Regions from separate parts of the Sus scrofa genome. Here all the other regions are linked to region 3. Evidence: chromatin contacts called from public HiChIP or PLAC-seq data. All regions are on one chromosome and are shown on one strand. Each heading gives the region's core, a stretch centred on a gene start, on an enhancer-like site or on the middle of the called end of the contact. The rest is flanking DNA. Distances are from core to core; before and after follow the strand shown.

Region 1 (2,700 bases), core at 67-2,566, 610 kb before region 3:
AGACTAGTTTTTTTTTGGTTTTTTTTGTCTTTTTTTTGTTGTTGTTGTTGTTGTTGTTGCTATTTCTTGGGCCGCTCCCGCGGCATATGGAGGTTCCCAGGCTAGGGGTTGAATCGGAGCTGTAGCCACCGGCCTACGCCAGAGCCACAGCAACGCGGGATCCGAGCCGCGTCTGCAACCTACACCACAGCTCACGGCAACGCCGGATCCTTAACCCACTGAGCAAGGGCAGGGACCCAACCCGCAACCTCATGGTTCCTAGTCGGATTCGTTAACCACTGCGCCACGACGGGAACTCCTCAGACTAGTTTTGATAGAAGCTCTTTAGGACTAGTGGTCATTTGTTTTTGCTTTTGTTTTTTAATTCAGGGTTTTAATGACATGTAATGAAATAGTTTGAATTTTCTCTGAAGATTTACCAATCTGAATTATTCCTCCATTATTCTATTCGTGATCATTTACATTACAAATAGTTTTCTGGGTTATCTCTTCAACCATCTTTTATATTAATTGAAGCAAAACCTAAAAGTATTCTTTTCCCAGTCTGTTTGTCCTTCTGAGGACACTGCATTATGGGAGAAGTGGCTAAGGGCAGGGTTTGGACTCTTTTCAAAGTGACTGAAATATCACTTATTTATGGGAGAAAATCTCCTGAATCATGGAATATTTTTGAGATGTTTTATACTCTCAGGTATATTGTTGCTTTAATGACTAAGAATTGATAAATATACTGAGTAATATAATAATGATTGATTAGCATATAAATTCTGTGCTTAATTTTAAATGATTGTCTTAAAAAACAAAGTGAAACCTTGGGATAAAGATGCTTCTGGGTGGCAGATGCCCAGAGTTTTTTCCACTAAGTTGGTTAAGCATTTCCCTTGCACCCTTGCACAGTATTAATTTTCTTCTCAATTTTTTTTTTTTTATGACTAGTACAAAAATAAACAGAGCCCCTGCATACTAAGCTGGTGAAATCTAGTTTGAATTTTGGGAAATCCCTTTATGGCTCAGCTGCTTCTCCTGCCTCAGTGACCGCTAGTTCAGGCGAATGGATTCAAACTTCAGGGAGTGATGTACTTTTCAAATAGTTTCTCAGTCTTAATTGTGCATTTCTTGAGGAAACACTTGGATAGAATATTAAAGCAGCAGTGGGCCTAGGCTTAGAGGTCTTGGAAACTCTACCCTGCAAATCCCACCCCCAATCCCCTCCTCCCTCAACACCAACAGAAGAGGTTGTTCTCTCTTTTCCAGTGAACATGCTTCCCAGGCCGCCCCCAAGCTGCCTCTCAGGGAAGGAGGGCATGTAGCTAGTTCCTCATTAGTCTTTTCAGCTTTGCCATTATTTTCACTTTCATTTTATTTGCCTTCCCTACTCCTGCCACTGCTACTGGCAGCAAAAAAAAGTGCAGCAGCTTGTGAGCAGGTCTGAGGAATGAAATAGCCTACTGTGGGGATTATGGACCACTGCTCTGTTTACCTGCCAACACAGCCTTTTTCCTCTGAGCATGTGAGAATTGATGGTATATATAATCAGAATTATCTGTACTAGAAAAATCAGAGGGCAGTGGCAGATGGCAGATCAGAGCCTCTTGAATATATACTTTTATTTTTGTGTTTTAAAATATTTAAAAATTGGTTTTGCTGAGAGCTAGCCTTCCCCTCAAAGACAGAGGAAAAACAAATGTCCATTGTACCTGTTTTTTCAGTATTTTGAGGAATTATATGCAGATGACCCTGAGAAGTATCAGTCATATCGGATTTCACTTTACAAACGGATGATTGTATGTAAACTGAGTGCTTCTCTGTTGTCTTCCTTGCTACTTCTAGCCCTTTATAACGGGAGAGCACACTGCTGCCTGTCCCACCCCAGGACGTCTTCAGAAACTTTTACAAAACTTCTTTCTCCCCACAGCTGTCTTAGCCACTGGTGTCACCTCTATCAGTGTCCTGTGTCCATTGTCACCTTTGGTTTGTTATTAACATTAGGCTTACAGTGTGATGGAAGCAAAGTGTGATTTGAAAGTTAAAGTATGGGTCACTTTGCTATACAGCAGAAATTGACAGAACATTGTAAATCAACTATAATAGAAAAAAAATTAAAATCTTACCAAAAAAAAAAGATAAAGCAAAATCCAAGAAGTGCACTGAACACTTTGAAATGTTAGCAACTATTCCTTTTGGATTATTGATCTAGTATCTAAATCAGCTCTACCTAAACTGGAGAATGAATGAATATTTGTATTTAAAAGCTTTTTTTTTCCCTCTATAACCTGAATAATAATCACAGACAGCACTGATTCATTTCCCTTCTAAGTTCTAGGTCTGCTTTTGTCTGTTTCTTTTTAGGGCCACACCTGCAGCACATGGAAGTTCCCACGCTAGGAGTCGAATCGGAGCTGCAGCTTCTGGCCTACCCCACAGCCACAGCAATGCCAGATCCTTAACCCACTGAGCGAGGCCAGGGATCAAACCCACATCCTCATAGATGCTAGCCAGTTTTGTTACCACTGAGCCACAGCAGGAACTCCCTCAGTCTTTAATTAGGCCTGTCATTTGGAAGACTTCTCAATTAGAGAGACAGTTACAACAGTTTCTACTTTTTTTTTCTTTTTAGGGCCGCACCCACAGCATACAGAAGTTCCCAGGCTAGGGATAGAATTGGAGCTGCAGCTCCTGGCCTACACCACAGCCACAGCA
Region 2 (2,700 bases), core at 139-2,638, 1.0 Mb before region 3:
AGAAGGTGGTGTGCATTAGTCATAAGCTCTAATGGCACATGCCTGAGACACATCAAGTCAACAGGAAATTGATCATGGTGTCTATGGGATGAAGACAAAGTTGAAGTGTGTGTGCTACACAGAAAGATTGATGCTTAGGAAATTGGGGGATCATGGATTTTTTTTCTTACCAAATGAGAGAGTGAAGGGATACTGATTTACAGATTTATTAACAAAAGAGGGATGCAGACATATCACTTAGGTAAATATATATCCCTGTAACCCACTGGCAAAGCAAGTGCTGGGCTAGAAAGTAACTTGTCTGGTCCCATTTGGAAATAATCATCCCTTCCCTTAGGAGAAAAGAAGGTAAACTTAAGCAGGTAGTGAGTTTGCTTCAAATAAGAAATAATGGAAGGAGTTTGCTTTGTGGCTCAGTGAGTTAAGAAACTGACCAGTATCCATGAGGATGTGGGTTCGATCTCTAGCCTACCTCAGTGGGTTAAGGATCTGGCGTTGTTGCAAGCTATGGTGTAGGTCACAGATGCAGCTCTGATTCGATCCCTGGCCCAGGAACTTCCATATTCCTTAGTTATGGCCCTAAAAACGGCTGGGGCGGGGGGAGAAAAAGAAATAATGGGAAGTTACAAGCCTATCAAAATTCTGATTACAAGGCTACGTGATCCTTTCATTCCATAGCTTTCCAAAAAATGGAGCACATTGATCAATCTAAATCACACTCTGTCCAGGGGTTTTGTGTTTACACTGGTCTAAGAATAAGGTTGCTCCCAGCCGTCTCTCAGATCACGGTAAACAAAGAATTGGCTGCTCTCATGTCACTGACATAGAATGCTCCCAGTTACTGGTCAGGAAAGGGTAATATACAGTGTTTAACTGACTGTTTTGTTCCAGATTCCAGATTCCAAATGCTTTGGAAGGAGCATTCAGGGAGCCCTCAGGGCTGCATGGGAGGAAGGTCGGTTCCAGATTTTGAAGTCACCTCAAAGAGGTAGCCTTGGTACCCGACTGTTCTCAGCTGTGGCCCCTTGCCAACTTCCTTTGCTGCTTCCCAGCTGTTCATCTCTTTTCTTCATGTTGGTCTTATCTGTTAGCTTTTTAAAAATCAAACTCTAAAACCATGAAATAAAATTGACCACACAGTTATATAACTATTAAGATTTTACATTCCACTTAACATTTTTATTTCTTCAACAATATGAAATGACACAATTGATGGAAGAAACCTAAAATCTTGGAAACTTTAAAACTCAGCATTAATTTACATACTAAGTTCCCATATAGTAAGTGACTTCATGTGGTTATAGTCTAATAACTATTGCTACATAAACTTAACCAAACAATCTTGGTTCTTCTGTCTCACTTCTTAATTGGAAGAGGAATCTGGAAATTGTTGCCAAATAAGCTGCATGAGTCACAACAGGTGACTGTATTTTCCTTTCTGGTGTGAGGCAGTGCAAGATAAATTTAGTTTCTATTATTTGTGTTGTTTCTCAGGAAGAGCAGGACTTGCGAAACAATTTAGGGTTACTGATCTGATCCACTTCAATGTTCATTTCCTTCAGGGTTGTTTCTAAGAAAATAACGGAAGGTCTTTTCATTAACTCCTCGAAGACTCTCTGTGAATCAGGCCTCAAATGTGATCTTTATGTGGTTAAAACATATTTGGATCATTTAATATCCAAAATCATTCCTATGGTTAATGTAGTCTGTTCAAATAATAATTCACAGGGTTTTTTTTTTTTTTTTTTTTTTTTTTTTGGCCTCACCCACAGCATGTGGAAGTTCCTGGGCCAGGGATAGAACCAACACTACAGCTGTAACCAGAGCCACAGAAGTGTCAACACCAGATCCTTAATCTGCTGAGCCATGAGGGAACTCCCAGCTCACAGATTTTTGACCCTTTGCTTCTCATTTTCTATTCACTCATTTCATAAACATGAAATCAGCCCCTTCAGTGTCTGGGATTGCCTTATGAACTGTGGGACAGAATTGGCCTCTGATTTCAAGGAAATAGTTGGTGGCTAATTCTAAGGTAGCACAAATGGCAATAAATCATGTGTGTATAAATGCTAAGAGTTTAAGGTGGTGGTGGTGGTAGTGGGGTGATTCCTATGGGAGATGACTCTCAAAGCTGTAGGAGAAAGAACAGTGAAGTTGGTACTTAAGAAAACAATAGCATTTGAGGAGTTCCCGTCGTGGCTCAGTAGTTAACAAATCTGACTAGGAACCATGAGGTTGCAGGTTCAGTCCCTGGCCTTGCTCAGTGGGTTAACGATCCGGTGTTGCCGTGAGCTGTGGTGTAGGTTGCAGACGCAGCTCGGATCCCGCGTTGCTGTGGCTCTGGTGTAGGCCGGTGGCTGCAGCTCCAATTCGACCCCTAGCCTGGGAACTTCCATATGCAGCAGGAGCAGCCCTAGAAAAGGCAAAAAGACAAAAAAAAAAAAAAAGAAAACAATAGTATTTGAGGCACTGCTGGCCACAGGGCAGACTGGATACTCTGAATAGAACCTCCAACAAAACAACTAGACCTGCAAAGAAATACACTGAGATTGTAGGAAGTAAGGGAAATTTCCCTGGAGCAGAGATTAAAAGGCTGGCTGAAACCAGAGTGGTGAATAAAAAGCAGGGAGGAAAACTGCAGTTACCCCAAGGGCAAATCCTCATGAAGACACTGCAAAGCCTGTGTTGGTCTTTTGCTCA
Region 3 (2,700 bases), core at 54-2,553:
GTTGGATTAAAAATAGTATCAAAGAGCTTATTATATTTGGAATTTATTTAGTCCATTTAACAAGTTATCTATTTGAGGGAGTTCCTGTCGCAGCTCAGCGGTTAACAAATCCAACTAGGAACCATGAGGTTGCAGGTTGATCCCTGGCCTTGCTCAGTGGGTTGAGGATCCGGCGTTGCTATGGCTCTGGTGTAGGCCAGCAGCTACAGCTCCGATTGCACCCTTAGCCTGGAATCTCCGATTGCACCCTTAGCCTTGGGTGCAGCCCTAGAAAAGACAGAAAAAAAAGACAAAAAAAAAAACCCAGCAAGTTATCTATTTGACCTAGAGTAGAAGTTAGATCATTTACTAGTAGTGCTGACAATGAATTATAAACTATTCACATCCCTGCCATTTTACTATAAACAGTATGTTAAATAGAAATGACAAATCATTTCTTTATTTACCCCTTTGGTTACTTACATACAAAATATATTGTGAATATTTTTGCTTTATTGAAAGCAAACCTACTAAAGGGTAGAGATTATAAACAAAATCATACAAAGATATGAACCCTTAAATTGCTAATTTCACCTTCTAGTTCTGCCCTTTTTATATTTTAATAGTAAGTTTCAAAAATTGCTTTCAACCTGCAAATTTAGATATGAAATGATTGCTGGTGAAAACATCAATTTTGTAGCTTAGTCCCTTTCTACCTAAGTGCTTATTTAAAGTTTGCTATCATCAGAAAATATTGTCTATTGCTAAGAGGCGAAGGGTATCTTCATTCATTCATTTCACTTGACAAGGATTTTTCAAACATCTATTCTGTGCCAGCACCATGATGGGTCATCATTACTTTCATGTGTCTGTTTTTTTTTTCTTTTTTCAGCTGCCCCACAGCAGATGGAGTGCTCAGGCCAGGGATCAGATCTGAGCCACAGTTGTGGACCTACACTGCAGCTGTGGCAATGCTGGGTCCTCTAACCCACTGGGCAGGACTGGGATCAAACCTGCATTCTTGGTGCTACAGAGATGCCACTGATGCTGCTGTGCCACAGTGGGAGCCCCCATGTTACCCATTTTTAATGCTATTTTAGATCCGCCAAAAGACATATTACTTTAAATCACATCTTCAAGACAAGAAAACTTTTATTTTCCCAGTCTAACTCAAGTGCTGAGCTTCAGATGCTGTAGAACCACAGGCTTCTGCTCAGGCTGCTGCTAACTGGCATGTTTCTGCAAATGCATGGCAGTGAGGCACTGTAAGTACAGCATAGCTTGGTGGTTAGGCATCCTGGTTGAGGAACCAGAAAGACTTGGTGGTAAACCCTAGCTCTACCACGTGCTTGTTGTGTTACTTTGGAAAAGTTTCTTAACCTCTCTGAGCCTCAGATTGCTCATTTGTTAAAGTTGGAACTAATAATAGTACATACATCATTGTATTTTAGTGGGGATTACATGGGATGATGCGTGTAAAGCACAGAGGTCAGTACTCAAGAAATGCAAGCTGTTACTAAGAGGATTAACACTGACAATGGCAATGGTACCAGTATTTACAGGAGACCAGGGGCTTCCTTATTTACTTGAATTATCTAAAGCAAGTAGAGGGAATAGGGCTTTTGGTGGTTGCTGTTTTTGTTTTTGTTTTGTCTTTTTAGGGCTGCACCCGAGGCATATGGAGGTTCCCAGGCTAGGGGTCTAACTGGAGCTGTGGCCTCCTGCCTATGCCTCAGCCACAGCAATGGGGGATCCGAGCCGCACCTGTGACCTACACCACAGCTCACGGCAACACCAGAGCCTTGACCCACTGAGTGAAGCCAGGGATCAAAACTGTGTCCTCATGGATGCCAGTCAGGTTCATTAACCACTAAGCCATGATGGGAACTCCCATTGTTTTTCTTTTTCTTTCTTTTAGCACTGGTTAATAGTATCAAACAAAAAAATATTACAAGATTTGGTGGTTTAAAATATTTTTGAGATATATCAATCCATTTCAAAGGTTAAAATGAAATATGTTAACATCTTTTTATGGGTCGAGTTCCTGTAGGCTTTGATGGGTCTTATAATATCCATTTACAATGACAGAATGTTGTAGGTGAAAATGTTTCAGCAAATTTGTACTAAGCACAGAATAAAATCTAAATATTTATTTAGCTAAAGGCCTAATCTTGTTTCTCCTAAAAGTGTAGTGCTAACAAAATTCCAGTGGGCTCAAAGTGTCTGGCAGTTGGGTTCTTGTTTTACTGTCTCATTATAACTTATTTATTAACGATAAAGAAAATAAATTTATCAGAGCTAAAAATTGTTAATTGGAGTTTCCATCATGGCTCAGGGGTAACAAACCCAACTAGCATCCATGAGGATGTGGGTTCAATCCCTGTCCTTAATCAGTGGGTTAAGGATCCGGCGTTGCTGTGGCTGTGGCATAGTCCAGCAGTTGCAGCTCAGATTTGACCCCTAGGCTGGGAACTTCCATATGCCTTGGGTGTGGCCCTAAAAAGACAAAAACAAAAAATAAAAATTGTTAATTGATAAGACAAGTTAAAAATAGCTTCTAATGAATTAAATATTTTCATGTTACTCTTTTTTTTTTTTATTTTCCCACTGTACAGCAAGGGGATCAAGTTATCCTTTCATGTTACTCTTAAGAATTTTACTCACAATTGCCACAGGGTCATTGCTTCGGGTTGCCGCCAGGCTGAACTTCTTCACGTGAGT
Region 4 (2,700 bases), core at 49-2,548, 640 kb before region 3:
TTTGGTTTTGATTGGGGTATCTCCCTGCTTTCAGTTGGTGTGTGAGGTTCTCTTCTTTGGGTCTCTCCATGTGACTTTTCCTTCCATGTGAGTGGGTTCTATATTGCAAGGGCAAAAGATGTCAGACCTGTTAGGACTGGGCCCAGAACTGGCACAGTGTCAATTCTGCTACTGTCACAGCAAATTACAAGGCTATTCTAGATTCAGGAGAGGAGAACAGATTCTATCTCTTAATAGGAGGAAAGAATCCTTAGGAGGAATTGTTGGTGGCCATCTTTGGAGACTACCACAAAGTTGGACTTTGAAGATTTCAAAATCACAGCTTCTGAGCCCCTAGTGGATATGAAGGTTTTAGGATTGCATCGTCTTTGTCTTCATGGAAGTACTCACCCCCACAAGTCAGAGAGAAGTGTACTTATAGACTGTCTATTTTAATATTTTAATTAAATATTTAATATTTTAATAACACCACTTGAGCATCTCCTACATGGGAAGGGGAAAGCCAGGACAAAAGGGTGTGTTTGCTGCAAATTATTCTGTTTTAAACCAAAAGAGGCCTCTTGTTGGTAGTTTTGATTGAGCACATTACATTTTTAAACTAAAAAACTCTTATATTATTTACCTTATATTTTACTAATAATGGTTTTTGTCAGGGTGTCTATTCTTTTTGCGTTTTCTCCAGATTCTTACAGATTTGAGGGGGCGGGGGCAGTAACCTTTTTGTCTCACTTGCTTTCTGTCAAGACTTTTCTCAAGTTAAGAAAAATGAACCTTTCCACAGAAAAGAAACTCATGGACTTCGAGACCAGACTTGTGGTTGCCAAGAGGGAGTGGGAGGGAATGGGATGGATCGGAATTTGGGGTTAATAGATGCAAATTATTGCATTTGGAATGGATAAGCAATGAGATCCTGCTATAAAGCACAGGGAACTATATCTACTAACTTGTGATGGAACATGATGGAGGATAATGGGAGAAAAAGTATATATATATATGTATGACTGGGTCACTTTGCTATAAGTAGAAATTTGACAGAACATCCCAAATCAACTGTAACGGAAAAAATAAAAATCATTAAAAAAAGAGATAGATGAGAGCAGGGTTTAAGACATTTTTCATCTTTTTTTGAATTATGAAATATGCCTTGTGTTCCAGAAATCACAATACTGTTTAGTGTCCATCACATGCCCTGACCACCAGCAGTAGGTCGTGTACCGGAAGTCTTATCTCAATAATGAGGAAAACTGTTGACTGAACAAGTCATGCTTGTTCCTTGTGACTAAGTGCATGCGTCTGAAATGTGGCTGGTTGTGGCTGGTTTTGGTTAGGAGTTCTGTCTTTACCATGTGGCAGACAACACTAACTCTCCTTGGGACCGAGTCCATAAGCTTAGCCTCAGTCTGTCTGTGCCTTATCTGTGGAAGTTTTTTTTTTTTTTTTTTGTCTTTTTGCTATTTTTTTGGGGCCGCTCCCGCGGCATATGGAGGTTCCCAGCATAGATGTCTAATCGGAGCTGTAGCCACCAGCCTATGCCAGAGCCACAGCAACGCGGGATCCCAGCCGCGTCTGCAACCTACACCACAGCTCACAGCAACGCCCAGGGATCGAACCCGCAATCTCATGGTTCCTAGTTGGATTCGTTAACCACTGCGCCACGACGGGAACTGCTTATCTGTGGAAGTTTTAATGCTGTTATATTACTTTATGGTCATGTTTTGAAGATAAATGAGTTAATTTTTTATAAAACACTTGCAATAGTGTTTGATACATAGTAAGTGTTCAATAAATAAAGTTTTTCTCTCTAATAAACAGGCTTCCTGTGACCACCCTACAATTCTGAGTGGGTGTGGTCAGGATCAGAAAGGTGGAAATCTATATAGCTGGTAATAGAAAAATAGAGATTATCAGAAATGAGGTTGGGCAGGAGAGACATATCAGACTAAGACTATGACTGTGCTTTATACTTTTTTAAAAAAATCTTTTTGGGGTAAAGTTCCCAAGCTAGGGGTTGAATTGGAGCTGCAGCTGCCAGCCTATGCCACAGCCACAGCAACACCAGATCTGAGCCATGTCTGCGTCCTACACTACAGCTCATGGTAATACCAGATCCTTAACCCACTGAACAGGGCCAGGGATCAAACCCATGTCCTCATGGATACTAGTTGAGTTTGTTACCGCTGAAACACAATGGGAACTCCAGTGTTTTATACTTCTAATTACTTAAGACTTCCAGGTTTGCATTTCTTCCTGCAACTACCTCTGTAAAGGCCAAGCTTACAAATTGCCCCTTACAAACTAAAGGAAAACATTCAACTCCCATGTGTAGTATTCCCAAGTAGCTCTTTAAGAATCCAGTGTCAGGGGAGTTCCTGTCGTGGTGCAGTGGTTAACAAATCTGACTAGGAACCATGAGGTTGCGGGTTCGGTCTCTGCCCTTGCGGTGGGTTAAGGATCCGGCTTTGCCGTGAGCTGTGGTGTAGGTTGCAGACGCGTCTCAGATCCTGCATTGCTGTGGCTCTGGCGTAGGCCAATGGCTACAGCTCCAATTTGACCCCTAGCCAGAGAACCTCCATATGCCGGGGGAGCGGCCCAAAGAAATAGCAAAAAGACAAAAAAAAAAAAAAGAATCCAGTGTCAGGAAAATAATAGAATCACTCATATTTATGAATTAATTTTTAAAAAAATTAAAGTAGATAGACT

What was found. HiChIP or PLAC-seq counts read pairs in DNA pulled down with a chosen protein or histone mark.
Region 1: an H3K27ac HiChIP or PLAC-seq map of alveolar macrophages shows a contact between it and region 3. The contact joins two enhancer-like sites. A contact is called at or near these places in 1 of 47 Hi-C or Micro-C datasets (embryonic fibroblasts) and 1 of 2 datasets of contacts at active chromatin or transcription factors (alveolar macrophages).
Region 2: a contact with region 3 is called in an H3K27ac HiChIP or PLAC-seq map of alveolar macrophages. The contact joins two enhancer-like sites. A contact is called at or near these places in 10 of 47 Hi-C or Micro-C datasets (alveolar macrophages, embryonic fibroblasts, epiblast stem cells and 5 more) and 1 of 2 datasets of contacts at active chromatin or transcription factors (alveolar macrophages).
Region 4: a contact with region 3 is called in an H3K27ac HiChIP or PLAC-seq map of alveolar macrophages. The contact joins two enhancer-like sites. A contact is called at or near these places in 1 of 47 Hi-C or Micro-C datasets (embryonic fibroblasts) and 1 of 2 datasets of contacts at active chromatin or transcription factors (alveolar macrophages).

Annotation. Positions count from the first base shown.
Region 1 is chr1:119,362,840-119,365,539 of Sscrofa11.1, forward strand. MYO5A (unconventional myosin-Va) reads left to right here. Exons shown (of 42, transcript XM_001926768.7): 33 at 1,710-1,784. Among named protein-coding and RNA genes, the nearest start is that of MYO5C, 43 kb to the right of the region's middle. Within about 2 kb of position 1,317, at least 21 of the 83 cell types and tissues checked have an H3K27ac peak or open chromatin away from gene starts, as enhancers often do. A contact at or near this core is called in alveolar macrophages, where this site is marked.
Region 2 is chr1:118,974,578-118,977,277 of Sscrofa11.1, forward strand. No RefSeq gene overlaps it. Among named protein-coding and RNA genes, the nearest start is that of FAM214A, 18 kb to the right of the region's middle. Within about 2 kb of position 1,389, at least 5 of the 83 cell types and tissues checked have an H3K27ac peak or open chromatin away from gene starts, as enhancers often do. A contact at or near this core is called in alveolar macrophages, where this site is marked.
Region 3 is chr1:119,974,133-119,976,832 of Sscrofa11.1, forward strand. It overlaps TMOD2 (tropomodulin-2), which reads right to left. Exons shown (of 10, transcript XM_001925676.5): 7 at 2,644-2,700. Among named protein-coding and RNA genes, the nearest start is that of TMOD3, 27 kb to the left of the region's middle. Within about 2 kb of position 1,304, at least 1 of the 83 cell types and tissues checked has an H3K27ac peak or open chromatin away from gene starts, as enhancers often do. A contact at or near this core is called in alveolar macrophages, where this site is marked.
Region 4 is chr1:119,337,828-119,340,527 of Sscrofa11.1, forward strand. All of the region lies in intron 25 of MYO5A (unconventional myosin-Va), which reads left to right. Among named protein-coding and RNA genes, the nearest start is that of MYO5C, 68 kb to the right of the region's middle. Within about 2 kb of position 1,299, at least 1 of the 83 cell types and tissues checked has an H3K27ac peak or open chromatin away from gene starts, as enhancers often do. A contact at or near this core is called in alveolar macrophages, where this site is marked.